Regions from separate parts of the Sus scrofa genome. Here region 1 is linked to region 2. Evidence: chromatin contacts called from public Hi-C data. All regions are on one chromosome and are shown on one strand. Each heading gives the region's core, a stretch centred on a gene start, on an enhancer-like site or on the middle of the called end of the contact. The rest is flanking DNA. Distances are from core to core; before and after follow the strand shown.

Region 1 (5,657 bases), core at 1,433-3,932, 43 kb before region 2:
GGCTGGGCGGCTGCGGTTCAGGCTCCTCCCCACCTGCGGCTCGAGCAGCTCTGGGGCTGGCGGACCGGCGCCAGCGGGAGCGGCTCCTGGCCGAGGCGGCCCTCCCTCATGCATCTGTATCTAGTTAGTGCTGGCCGCGGCCCCGCCGCGCTTGACGTCAGTGATAGGCTCGGTACTGGGCAGATGCGGCCGTTGCAGCCGCTTGGCACAGGTTCTTCATTAGGTCAGCCCTGCTGCCCACCTCCTCCAGGCAAGACCCCAGGCTTATCCAGGGTACCTAGCCTTTTGTTAAGGCTCCTCCGATGATGGGGAAGGAAGCCCCTCCCCATTTCCACCTGACCAAGGCACCAGAATCCTTTCCCACCCTCCCCCACAAGCTCCCTGCCCCTCCCCTGTCTCATCAGGACCCTAAGGGTCCCGAGAAATCTAATAGACCCTAGTTCCCCAGCCCAGATCCTCCAATCTGCTTGGTCAGCTGCAGGAACCAACTCTTACCTTTCTTTTTCTTTCTGAGTTTCTCTTCTCCTTAGCTGTCCATGGCTCAGTTCCTGCCCTGCTGCCTGCTCCTTTTCTCTTTTATCTGAGTTGTATCAGGTATTCCAAGGTGATGTGTTTTCATACGTAGAAGTGGAAGAGATGCCGCCAGAGATTGCCTAGGTTTAATATGATAAGCCAGTGATATTTGTAAGGAACATTATGTTGATGCAGATGAGTTATGGTGAGTTCTGGTTGTTGATAAGTTTGGTTTTTTTTTTTTTTTTTTGGTCTTTTTGCCTTTTTCTAGGGCCTCTTCCCGTGGCATATGGAGGTTCCCAGGCTAGGGGTCGAATCGGAGCCGTAGCCACCGGCCTATGCCAGAGCCACAGCAATGCGGTATCATCCGAGCCGCATCTGCAACCAACACCACAGCTCATGGCAACGCCAGATGCTTAACCCGCTGAGCAAGGCCAGGGATGGAACCCGCAACCCCAAGGTTCCTAGTCGGATTCGTTAACCACTGCGCCACGACGGGAACTCTTGTTTTTTTTTTTTAATTTAAAAAAAATTTTTTAACTTTTTTTAGGCAGGGGTGGGGATTTATTCTAGAGGAGAGAGCCTGGTCAGATTCGGTCATACTCTACTATCTAGCTTTCTGCATCAGCTGAGCACATCCCTGGAGTTGCTTTTCCCAGCCAGGATGCCAGAGCTGCCTTTATCATAAATGCGCCGTTAGAGTTGCCTTTATTATAAATGCTCCATTTCACCACTGCTTTTGCTCCCCTCCACTGTGTTTGATCTTCTGGGCTGCTGTGTGAGATTTCATCTGGAGAAAGGCTTTGTGGGTAAAATCAGCATGAACACCTCTGGTCTGGATGATGCCTGGTGACCCTTCTGACTTCGGCAGCTCACACCTCCAAGAGGAAGAGAGGAGGTCATTCTGAGAAGCAGGAAGCAGGCTTCATTCCTGCTCTGACCTTGACCCTGAGTGTCTGTTCCTAGTTCTTCCATTTCACAACCCTGCCCCTCCTGACCATGTGGGGTGGGCATTCCCTGCAGCCACAGAAGAAGAGAGAGACACAGATGGTCAACAGTGGGCAGGTGGCAGTGATCCAGGCCAGCCTAGATGGGGAAAACGAGGGAAGGGACTTGCTCAAGGTTACATAGCTGGTTCTCAACAGAGCCCGTCTCAAATGAATCCGTCAGAACTGCTGCTGGGTGCCAGGTTGGACACGCTTAGGCAGCGTTGAAGGTGTGATGGCTGGGTTCCAAGGGGAGCCAGTTGGCTTAATTTGGCGAATATTAGTCTCTCTTAGAATCCAGATGAGCAGACCCCTTGCCAGAGGCAGCTATCCTTCCAAGGTTCAGCCTGACCCTGGAGCAGCAGACACAGCAGGATGCTGGCTGGAAACAGCCACCCTAGGGCTCAGAGAGGAGTTCACCTGCCTGGTATGGGCCCCCTCAGGGGACTGAAGGCCAGGGAAGAGGTGTAGCAGATCAGGACGGATCAGGCACCTTCCAGCATAGCTTCTGAAAGTAAAGGGCTGAGCCCCAGATTGGATCTCAGAGAGTCTGGCAGGTGGGTGGCAGCCAAGGGGATCCAGGGAGCCGAGTGTTTGGGCCAGTTTCCCAGTTGCCTTGGCAGTGCATCTGGCCAGAGCCCAGTGGGAAGTCAGGGACTTAGGAAGCAGATGCTTGAGGAGGAGCAAGGGGATTCGAACTCTTGTCGTGTGGGTAAGAAATTAGGGCAGGGCAGGAGGGAGGACCCAGAGCCACTGGGCAGTTAGCAGAAGAGTGACCAGAGTAGAGTGGGACATAGGTTCAGGACTTTGACGTGTCCCCGCCACAGTTCTGTTTTCCGTGTTGACAGAGACTCTGACCCTACTCCACTGGGAGTGCCTCTTTCCCTCTCTTTGGGTTATGTAACATGTATCTGTGTGTGTGTGTGTGTGTGTGTGTGTGTGTGTGTGTGTGTGTGTGTAGACGTTTCCTGTTTTCTGGGTCTCTGCCTCCAATTCCTATCAGTTTCATAAAACCCAGAGAAAAAAGATTCTGTCTGTAACCTCAGTCGCCTATTCCAGGCTCACCATCAGGAAATCCTGTTCCCACCTTGCCCGAAGCCCTGTGCTGTAGTTTAAGTCCCTCCAGGTGGGGCTGGCAGGGTCCCTGGGACTTACTCCAAAGGCCCCAGGGAAACTGGCTGGGCTGTTTCCTGAGGAATGCTCGCTTCCACATTGCAGACTCCAAGCACGTGCCCTCTCCGCCTGAGGTCTTGAATGATGCTGCTTTTGGGGGCGGGTGGGGGGGGTGTGGTGGGGAGCCCAGCTAGTGATTTATTGTCTGTTTACTCTCAGAAAGCTCATGTTCATGCCTGCTGGTGGAAGGGTTGGAGGGATGGAGGGAGGGAGGGTGTGTCCTCTGAGTTGCAGAGGGAGCCAGCGGAATGACTTACCCCTGTCCCTGCCGGGTGGCCTGTTACCTTGTCCTCCCTGCCTCTCTCCACCTGATGAGAAGCAGAATGCACTTCTACCCCATTTGGGAGGCTTCAGGCACGTTTTCTGCTCTGAGGCCACTGAATGCAAAATGCTACCCAGATGACAGGGAAGGAGGAAAGAATGAGGCTGGGGGAGCAGTGCTCTGTGCCGAATCTGTACTGGATCTTCATGTGGCGTCACTAGGAAGGAGGTACTGCCTCCATGTCACAGATGAGAAAGCTGATGCTCAAAGAAAGCTGAGTCTAAAGTGTCTGAAGTCACATAGAAGTGAGCAGAGTTGGGATCCAACCTCTCGTCTGGCGAATAGCAACACTCATGCTTTTCCTCTCACCTGGGTTACTGCATTAGAACCTCATCCTCATTCAGTCTGTCCTTTTATTTTTATTTTTTATTTTTAAAAAATGATTTCCATTTTTTTCATTATAGCTGGTTTATAGTATTCTGTCAGTTTTTTACTGTACAGCAAGGTGACCCAGTCACACATAGATATATACACTCTTTTTTTCTCACATTATCATGCTCCATCATAAGTGACTAGATATAGTTCCCAGTGCTATACAGCAGGATCTCATTGCTTATCCATTACAAAGGCAATAGTTTGCATCTATTAACCCCAAATTCCCAGTCCATTCCACTCCCTCCCCCTCCCCCTTGGCAACCACAAGTCTGTTCTTCAAGTCCATGAGTTTCTTTTCTGTGGAAAGGTTCATTTGTGCGGTATATTAGATTCCATATATAATTGATATCATAATGTATTTGTCTTTCTCTTTCTGACTTACCTCACTCATGAGAGTCTCTAGTTCCATCCATGTTGCTGCAAATGGCATTATTTTGTTCTTTTTTATGGCTGAGTAATATTCCATTGTGTATATATACCACATCTTCTTAATCCATTGAAATGTCAATGGACATTTAGGTTGGGGTCCAATCTCTTATCTGGCTAATACCAACACTTGTGTTTCCTCTCACATGGGTCACTGCATTAGAACCACATCCTCATTCAGTCTGTCCTTTTAAGCAGATATTACCAACCCAAGCTGTTTCAAGCCCGTGGGAGTCAGCAGTGAACAAGGCAGGTCCTGCCTTCATCGAGCTTCCCTGATTGGGGAGAACAAGACAAGCATAAGAAACAAGTCAGTCATAATAGGTGTCTTAGTCAGCTTGGACTGCTCTAACAAAATGCCATTTATTGGGTGGCTTAATTAAAAAATAAAAAACATTTATTGGAGTTCTGGTCATGGTTCAGCGGAAATGAAACTGACTAGCATCCACGAGGACACAGGTTCGATCCCTATCCTCGCTCAGTGGGTTAAGGATCCAGCGTTGCCGTGAGCCGTAGCTTGGATCTTGTTGCTGTGGCTGTGGCGTAGGCTGGCAGCTACAGCTCTGATTCGACCCCTAGCCTTGGGACCTCCATATGCTGCAAGTGCGGCCCTAAATCATTTATTTCTCACTGTTCTAGAGGCTGAGAAGTCCAAGGTCAAGGTGTGCCAGTTGGTATCTGTTGAGGGCCCTCTTCATGGTTTGCAGATGGCCACCTTCTTGCCATGTCCTCACATGGTGACAAGAGAGCACTGGCCTCTTTCTCCTTAAGGGCACTAATCCCATCATGGGGGCTCCACCTCATGACCTCATTTACCTTAATTACCTCCCAAAGGCCTTGCCTCTAGATACCATCACACAAGGGGTTAGGGCCCCAGCATATGAATTTGGGGGAGACACAAACATCCAGTCCTTAGCAGTGGTATGTGTAACAGAAGGTGAAAATGCTGTGAGAACGAGGAGAGCAGGATCGGGGGTGAGGAGTAGGGAGGTGGTAGGTAGGTTGTGATTTTTAATGTAATGGTCAAGACAAGCCTTACCACGAAAGTGACATTTGAACCAAGATTTCAAAGAGATAATGGTTTTGCTATTGTTCTTGCACTACCCGTACCTATTTCAGACCTGCTCATTCGGACCCACTGGGAATAGGGTCTGGGAATACATAGGTATTTAAACTTGTCTTTTATACGCACCTAAATTTGGAAATCCTTGTTCTGCACCCTGGCACTTCTTCTCCATGCCAAAGACTTTTACCTGACAGGATGGGAAATATTTGCCCAAATCTAGGCATGACTCGAGGAGTTCAAGAATGAAGTTGGAATTAAAAGAGTCCTAATGACGGTTCTCTTTGTGACTTGCAAACTGGCTAATACTTAGTAATTAAAATAGGCAAAATGCACTCAGGACCATGAGTAGGTCTGGAAGGATCTGTCGGCACAGGGCTGATGTCATCTAGTCAAGGTATGACCCAGGTTATTGGAGCAATAGGCTGATTGTCATGAGATGAGCATAGCTCAGAAGACTTGGATTTTAGATCATGTTCAACGGTGGTGAACTTGGCCACCTCATTTGCTTAGGAGCTTTGGCTTCCAGGTTTATGAAATGGAGCTGCTAAAGCTTCCTCTAAGCTGTCTCCACCTCTACCACCAGCCAACCTGTGTTTCCATCCATCCACCTAACCATCCCATCCCGTCCCATTCCATCCATCCGTCTAAAACATCCATCCCTTCCATCCATCCATCCTGTACATTCATCCATCCATCTGCCCACCCATCTTATCCATCCACCCATTCACCTATCTGCCCATTATACCATAACCATCAGTATCCTCATTTCATCATCATCAATATTTCTAGTGTGGCC
Region 2 (5,469 bases), core at 1,007-3,506:
TGTGAGGAGCTGTAGAATGGGACTGAAAGTGCCGTCTGATGGGCCTGGTGAAGGCACCCCGTTTTTTGGGTTAGGTAATGGGGGAGGGGGGGGAGAGGCAGCTGAATGGGATCTTGCCTCATCCCTTCTCCACTAGGAGGAGCACTTGGCACTTCCAGAGTCTGGATTCTCTGTGTGGCTGGACAAGGGTGTGAGTCTGCTCTGCCCCCTCTCCTCCTTCCCCCGTAACCCCAGCCTCCCTGCAGGCTTCCCTCAGGGCAAATGTCTGAGCTGGACCTTCCTCTCCCTCTGCTCCCCACCCCCCATTGGCAGGCTTTCAGGGACCCAGGAGGAGGCCTGGCTGCCAGGAAGGGTGGGGCTGCCAGGCACCGCCCAGCTGCAGTGTGACCCCGCCAGTCCCGGAAACTCTCCAAACCTTGGACCTCAGCGGACATCCGGCAGCTCAGAAGGGTGGCGGCGAGGCTGCCAGGGGGAGCTGAGGGTGTGTGGGATGCGTCTGAGGTGAGACGGAGAAAGCAACAGCCATTTTTCTTCCAATTCTGGAGTCAGAAGGCTCTGGGCAGCCTTCGAAAATGCTTTTCACCCCTGGATGCTGCCATGCATCCTAGACTTACTAATTAAAAAAAAAAGTTACCACTCGTTGAAGAGTGTTTACCAGGTGCTGGGCACTCGCTAAGCTTGTTAACCTACCTGAATCCTTCAACACCTTAATGAGACTAGACTCTTATCATTATATCCTTTTCATAGATGCAGAATCTGAGGCTCGGGGCACACGTCACTTGCTCAAGGTCACATAAATACTAACTGCTGGAGTCTGGATTCAAACCCAGGTGGGTCTAGCTGATTCCAGACCTCAGGTTCTTGACTAGAAGGAAGGAACTGTAGTCAAATCATCCTTGCAGAATGCCTAGTACCTGGCAGGTACCCAGTAAAGATACATTGAACAGAGGCTGATGCATTTTGGGGGGGGGTCTTATTCTCCCCTTTTATCGATTGATGAAATGACACAGACTACGTGTAAGTACTTATCTCCGTGGCAAGCATGTAGTAGGTCCACCTAAATCTAAAGGTGAGTCTCAGCTTTCTCCCTTTCTACATGATATATCTGTGCTCATGAATAATAGTTTCAGAGAACACAGCCTCCCCTTGGGTCTCTGCCTAGGCGGGACTCTTAAAAGTCCCGATTAGACCTCAGCCTAGGAGAGTGAGGGGCCTTGGGGGTGAGGTGGGGGCAGGAAGAGACTGTGACTCTTCTTTTTGAGTCCCAGATGCCATGAGTTTGGGAGTGGGGAGGAAAGACACCTGCTTTCTTTGCTGATGGTGCTGAGGGAGCCCTTCTTTCCGCTTCGATGGAGGTGACCTAGAAGCTTCTGGACCTAGAATCTTGGCTTGCTCAGAGCTCTGAGAGGCTGAGTCCTGCCGTCTGGCCCACATGTGTGAGAAGCACTGATTGTGTCCTAGCACTGAGGGATGCTGGGCAGGTGGGGCCTTGTGAGAGGGGAAGGGGCCTGCGATGGGACAGTGGGCTGACTCCAGGTCCTCTGGTTCCCATGCAGAGCCAGGGTGGCCCTGGCCTGCCTCCTCATACACAGGTAGCTTCCTCAGGAGCCTCCTGGCCTGCCTACCTGACTCTCTTGGTACTTCCTCAGGTACTACCTGACTCTCTTTAAGGTGGTCCTTAGAGAGAGTCCCATATTGCCATCCATTTAACCCTCTCTGCGCTGGGTCTCAACCCACCCACACTGACATGGAGTCAGTCAGAGTCCAGGGGGGAGACATAGCCCATTCCGGAAACCTCAGCAGAGGGAAGCTAGCTGTGAAGACCTTGGAAGAGAGGAAAGGGCAGACTTGGGTGAAAGGCAGCCTTGAGAGTAGCAGCCACAAGAAAATGGCCCCATTCCTGCTGGAAGGGCAGAGAAGAGGTTGTGTTTCCAGAACTCAGAGAGAGCTGGAACCCTGGCAGAAGTCCCCTGGCAGGAATTGGGACCCCAGAGGTGATGCTCCAGATAAAGGGAGAGACAGAGAGAAAGGCTGGTTTCTACCCTCTGTCCTTCCCCCCGGGGGCGGGGGCGGTGGGGAGCCGAGGGTAGAAACCAGTCTTGGTGGGGAATGTGGCCGACAGGGGTCAGCCCCCTGTGAGAGAGGAACACAGAGGGACAGAAGACAGGCAAATGACCCGCCTAATCTCCAGCTAGTCAGACCTTTGGAAAAGAACACATCTTTCCAACCAGTGCTCTGGAGAGCTGGCCCTAGAAAGTAAACTTGCCTCTGGAAAGAGTCCCAGATCCTCTGCCGGTTACTGCAATTAGTGGTCGTGCCCAAGCCTTATCCTGCTGGGAGCCAGGCCGGGAAAGGGAAGTGTTTTTTTTTTTGTTGTTGTTGTTGTTTTTAGGAAGATCTGTTTCCTCTACATTTTTTCAAAGGATAGGGCAACCTCTGGTGCTTCAGTTTCGTGTGAGACCATGATAGCTGTCTTCAGGGGCAGACAGCTCTTTGGCAGGCAGGAAGGCAGACTAGCCTGCTTATTACTGGACTCAGGGTCAGGAGACCTGAGGCTAAGTCTCAGCTCAGACAAGTCACATGCCGTCTTTGAACCTCTGGCTCTACGTCTTTCAAATGCAGACTCTGTGTTTTTCAGGATTCTGTAGAAGTGAGGGACAACTTGTGTGTGTGTGTGTGTGTGTGTGTGTGTGTGTGTGTGTGTGTGTGTGTGTGTTTGTGTCTGTCTTGGGGGCGTTGTAGACCACAGAGTGCTCGGGTGGCAAGGCCTGTGCCTATGAACACAGTGTCACAAGAGAATTGCTCGGCCTGGTTTTGGAGTTGATGTGTCCCCTTGGAGTGGGTGCTTAAAATCCTTGTCTTGTAATCATTGAGTCCAAAAGACAATTGCAGTCAGCTTGTCCAAACTCTCTCCTAAAGGAGGAATCTTCTCGAAGATGATCCTTTCCCCTTTTTCTCCTTTCGTCTTTTTCTCTCTTCTTCCTTCTTTCCACCTCTCTTTCCCTCCTGGGTTTTTTTTTTTTTTTTTTTTTTTTTCTTTTTAGGGCTGCACCATGGCACAGGGACGTTCCCAGGTTAAGGGTCAAATCGAAGCTGCAGCTGCCGGCCTACACCAGAGCCATAGCAACGTGGGATCCAAGCTGCATCTGTGACCTATACCACAGCTCACGGCAATGCCGGATCCTTAACCCGCTGAGCAAGGCTAGGGATCGAACCCGCAGCCTCATGGTTCCTAGTCAGGTTCGTTACTATTGAGAGGCAGTGGGAAGACCCCTCCCTGTTTTTTCTATCCGCCTTCACTCCTCTCTTCCACAAAGATTTGGAGCCTTTACTCTTAGGCAGGCACCGTGCTGGTTTGGTCCTCTGGCAGGAATGAAGACAGACAGCGACCCTCGCAGAGCTTAAAGTCTAGCAACAGGGTGCTCACTACTTAGGGGATGGCCTGTTCGGGGGTTTCATTTTCCCCTATTTAAACTGAATTCTGCCTCCGTAGAATGCTTGTCCTGACCTCTGGAGCTAGAGAGAACAAGTCTGACCCCGTTTCCTATGTCGCCGCCCTTGAAACGTGGGAAAATAAACATGGAACACTCTGAAAATATTCTCACTCTCCAGTTTCCACTTGTGAAGGGGAAGCTGATTCTCCGTGAAGCTAAATTCCTCAAGGGCATGGGGTCAGAGCCCGGGTGGGCTATCATCTGGGTGCGTGGCCCCGTTCCCAGTCCACCTGGGGCGGAGGGAAGCCATGTGCTGGAGGCTCTCACTGGGAAAGAGCGCAGGTGGCAGGGAGGTGGGCCCACATGAAGCAAGGGGGTCTGTCAGAGGGGGGGGCCTGCGAGGCGTGGTCTGGCCGCCTGCCCAGGACAAGCCTGAGCTCCCGGGTTTCTGGTCTGATTCACAGCTTCCTCCCTCCCCAAAGGAATCCCCTTTATAGCTCTCCAGGCCTGACCCCAGCGTCCCTGTGAATGTCATCTGACAGCTGCACGGAGCGCAGCCATGGCTCCTGCGCCGGGTGCCAGCTGGATGTGCTCGGCGGCCGGGGCCCTGGGAGCCACCGCTTGGGATGTCAGAGGAGCGCTGCCCTTCCGTCAGCAGGAAGCCCGGCCGCAAACACTTGGACAGGAAGCCCGGGCGCTGGCCAGCTGAGCCAGCTCTGGTTTCTTCTGCGTCTGAGGCTTTGGCCAAGCGTGGAGGGAGGCGAGCCAGGTGCCGCGGGCGGCACTGACAGCACGGGCGGGCTCCCCCTCGGCCAGCCGGGGATGTGGGTTGAAGGGCGTGAACGGAAAAGCATCATCGAGGCTGGGCCAGAAGAGGTGCTTCCTGGAGGAAGGGTGAGGGAGCAGGGAACACAGCGTCTAGCAGAGCTGAGCCAGCTGGCTGAGGCTCTGCAAAGACCCGCTTCCAGACACAAATGTGTTCCCTTGGGTTCAGACCTCCGGCATAAACTCAGATCAGATCCAATCTGCAGGCTGCCTCCACCTCCGGGAAAACACACTGTCATCTCCCGGGGCGGGGTGTCTGCATGTTCCCAGCATGAAAATGACTCCTCTCAAGGAGAGGCTCTTTTATAACCTACCAAGCTGCATTGTGAGGGAATTGATAGAAAATAGAATGTGGTCCGCTGGGGACAAAGGCAACTTTGCGTTCAGGGCTAAGAGTTTTGTTTCCAAGCGCTACGTGTGATTATCTTCAAGGCAGTCTGTGTGCATACAACCATCTGAAAGACCCCCAGGATTTGCAGAGCGCCTAAATTTTCTTTAAAATGATATTTATTTTTTCCATTATAGTGGTTTATAGTGGTTTATAGTGTTCTGTTGATTTTCCACTGTACGGCAAAGTGATCCAGTCACACATGCATATATACATTCTTTTTCTTATGTTATCCTCCATCATGCTCCATCATAAGTGAGTAGATACAGTTCCAGTGCTATACAGCAGGACAGAGTGCTTAAATTTTTGACCAGTCACTCAGAGATTTCCACCCCCCCACACACACACATCTGCCTTGCACAAGCTGATAGGCTGGTGAGGACCAGGAGGCGAGTAAATTTGTTCAAGGTCCTGCAGCTCAGCAACGGCAGAGCCAGAAACACTGCCATGACTTGTGATGCTCCAGAAAGAGAACTTGGATGATGACTCTCCACGTGCACAACTGTTTCTCTGTCTCCTACCTTATTCTGGACTGTATGCATTCAAGCACAGGCGCATGGGGGTGGGAGGGAGGGTGGAAGTTGGGGGAAGGGGGCTGGGAAGGGGTGTGTGAGCACTCTGGCTGGCGTGGGCTGCTAACATCTCATCATTTTGTCAAAGCCTGTTTTGAAAACCTCCTCCTGGGTAAAGCCTGCCCGTTGCTTTAGTCACTCTCCTTGGCATCAGCTGCCGCCCTACGCCACAGCCACAGCAATGCAGGATCTGAGCTGAGTCTGCCACCTACACCACAGCTCAGAGCAATGCCAGATCCTTAACCCACTG

The links. Hi-C and Micro-C count contacts between places; a contact is called where the count stands out from the background.
Region 1: a contact with region 2 is called in a Hi-C map of subcutaneous adipose tissue, with 4 times the contacts expected there. The contact joins two enhancer-like sites. A contact is called at or near these places in 1 of 5 promoter capture datasets (liver), 18 of 47 Hi-C or Micro-C datasets (alveolar macrophages, brain, embryonic fibroblasts and 11 more) and 1 of 2 datasets of contacts at active chromatin or transcription factors (skeletal muscle).

The regions. Positions count from the first base shown.
Region 1 is chr13:131,302,131-131,307,787 of Sscrofa11.1, reverse strand. No RefSeq gene overlaps it. Among named protein-coding and RNA genes, the nearest start is that of CPN2, 33 kb to the left of the region's middle. Within about 2 kb of position 2,682, at least 26 of the 83 cell types and tissues checked have an H3K27ac peak or open chromatin away from gene starts, as enhancers often do. A contact at or near this core is called in liver, mesenteric adipose tissue, retroperitoneal adipose tissue and 1 more, where this site is marked.
Region 2 is chr13:131,259,353-131,264,821 of Sscrofa11.1, reverse strand. All of the region lies in intron 1 of LOC110256390 (a long non-coding RNA gene), which reads left to right. Among named protein-coding and RNA genes, the nearest start is that of CPN2, 76 kb to the left of the region's middle. Within about 2 kb of position 2,256, at least 27 of the 83 cell types and tissues checked have an H3K27ac peak or open chromatin away from gene starts, as enhancers often do. A contact at or near this core is called in liver, mesenteric adipose tissue, retroperitoneal adipose tissue and 1 more, where this site is marked.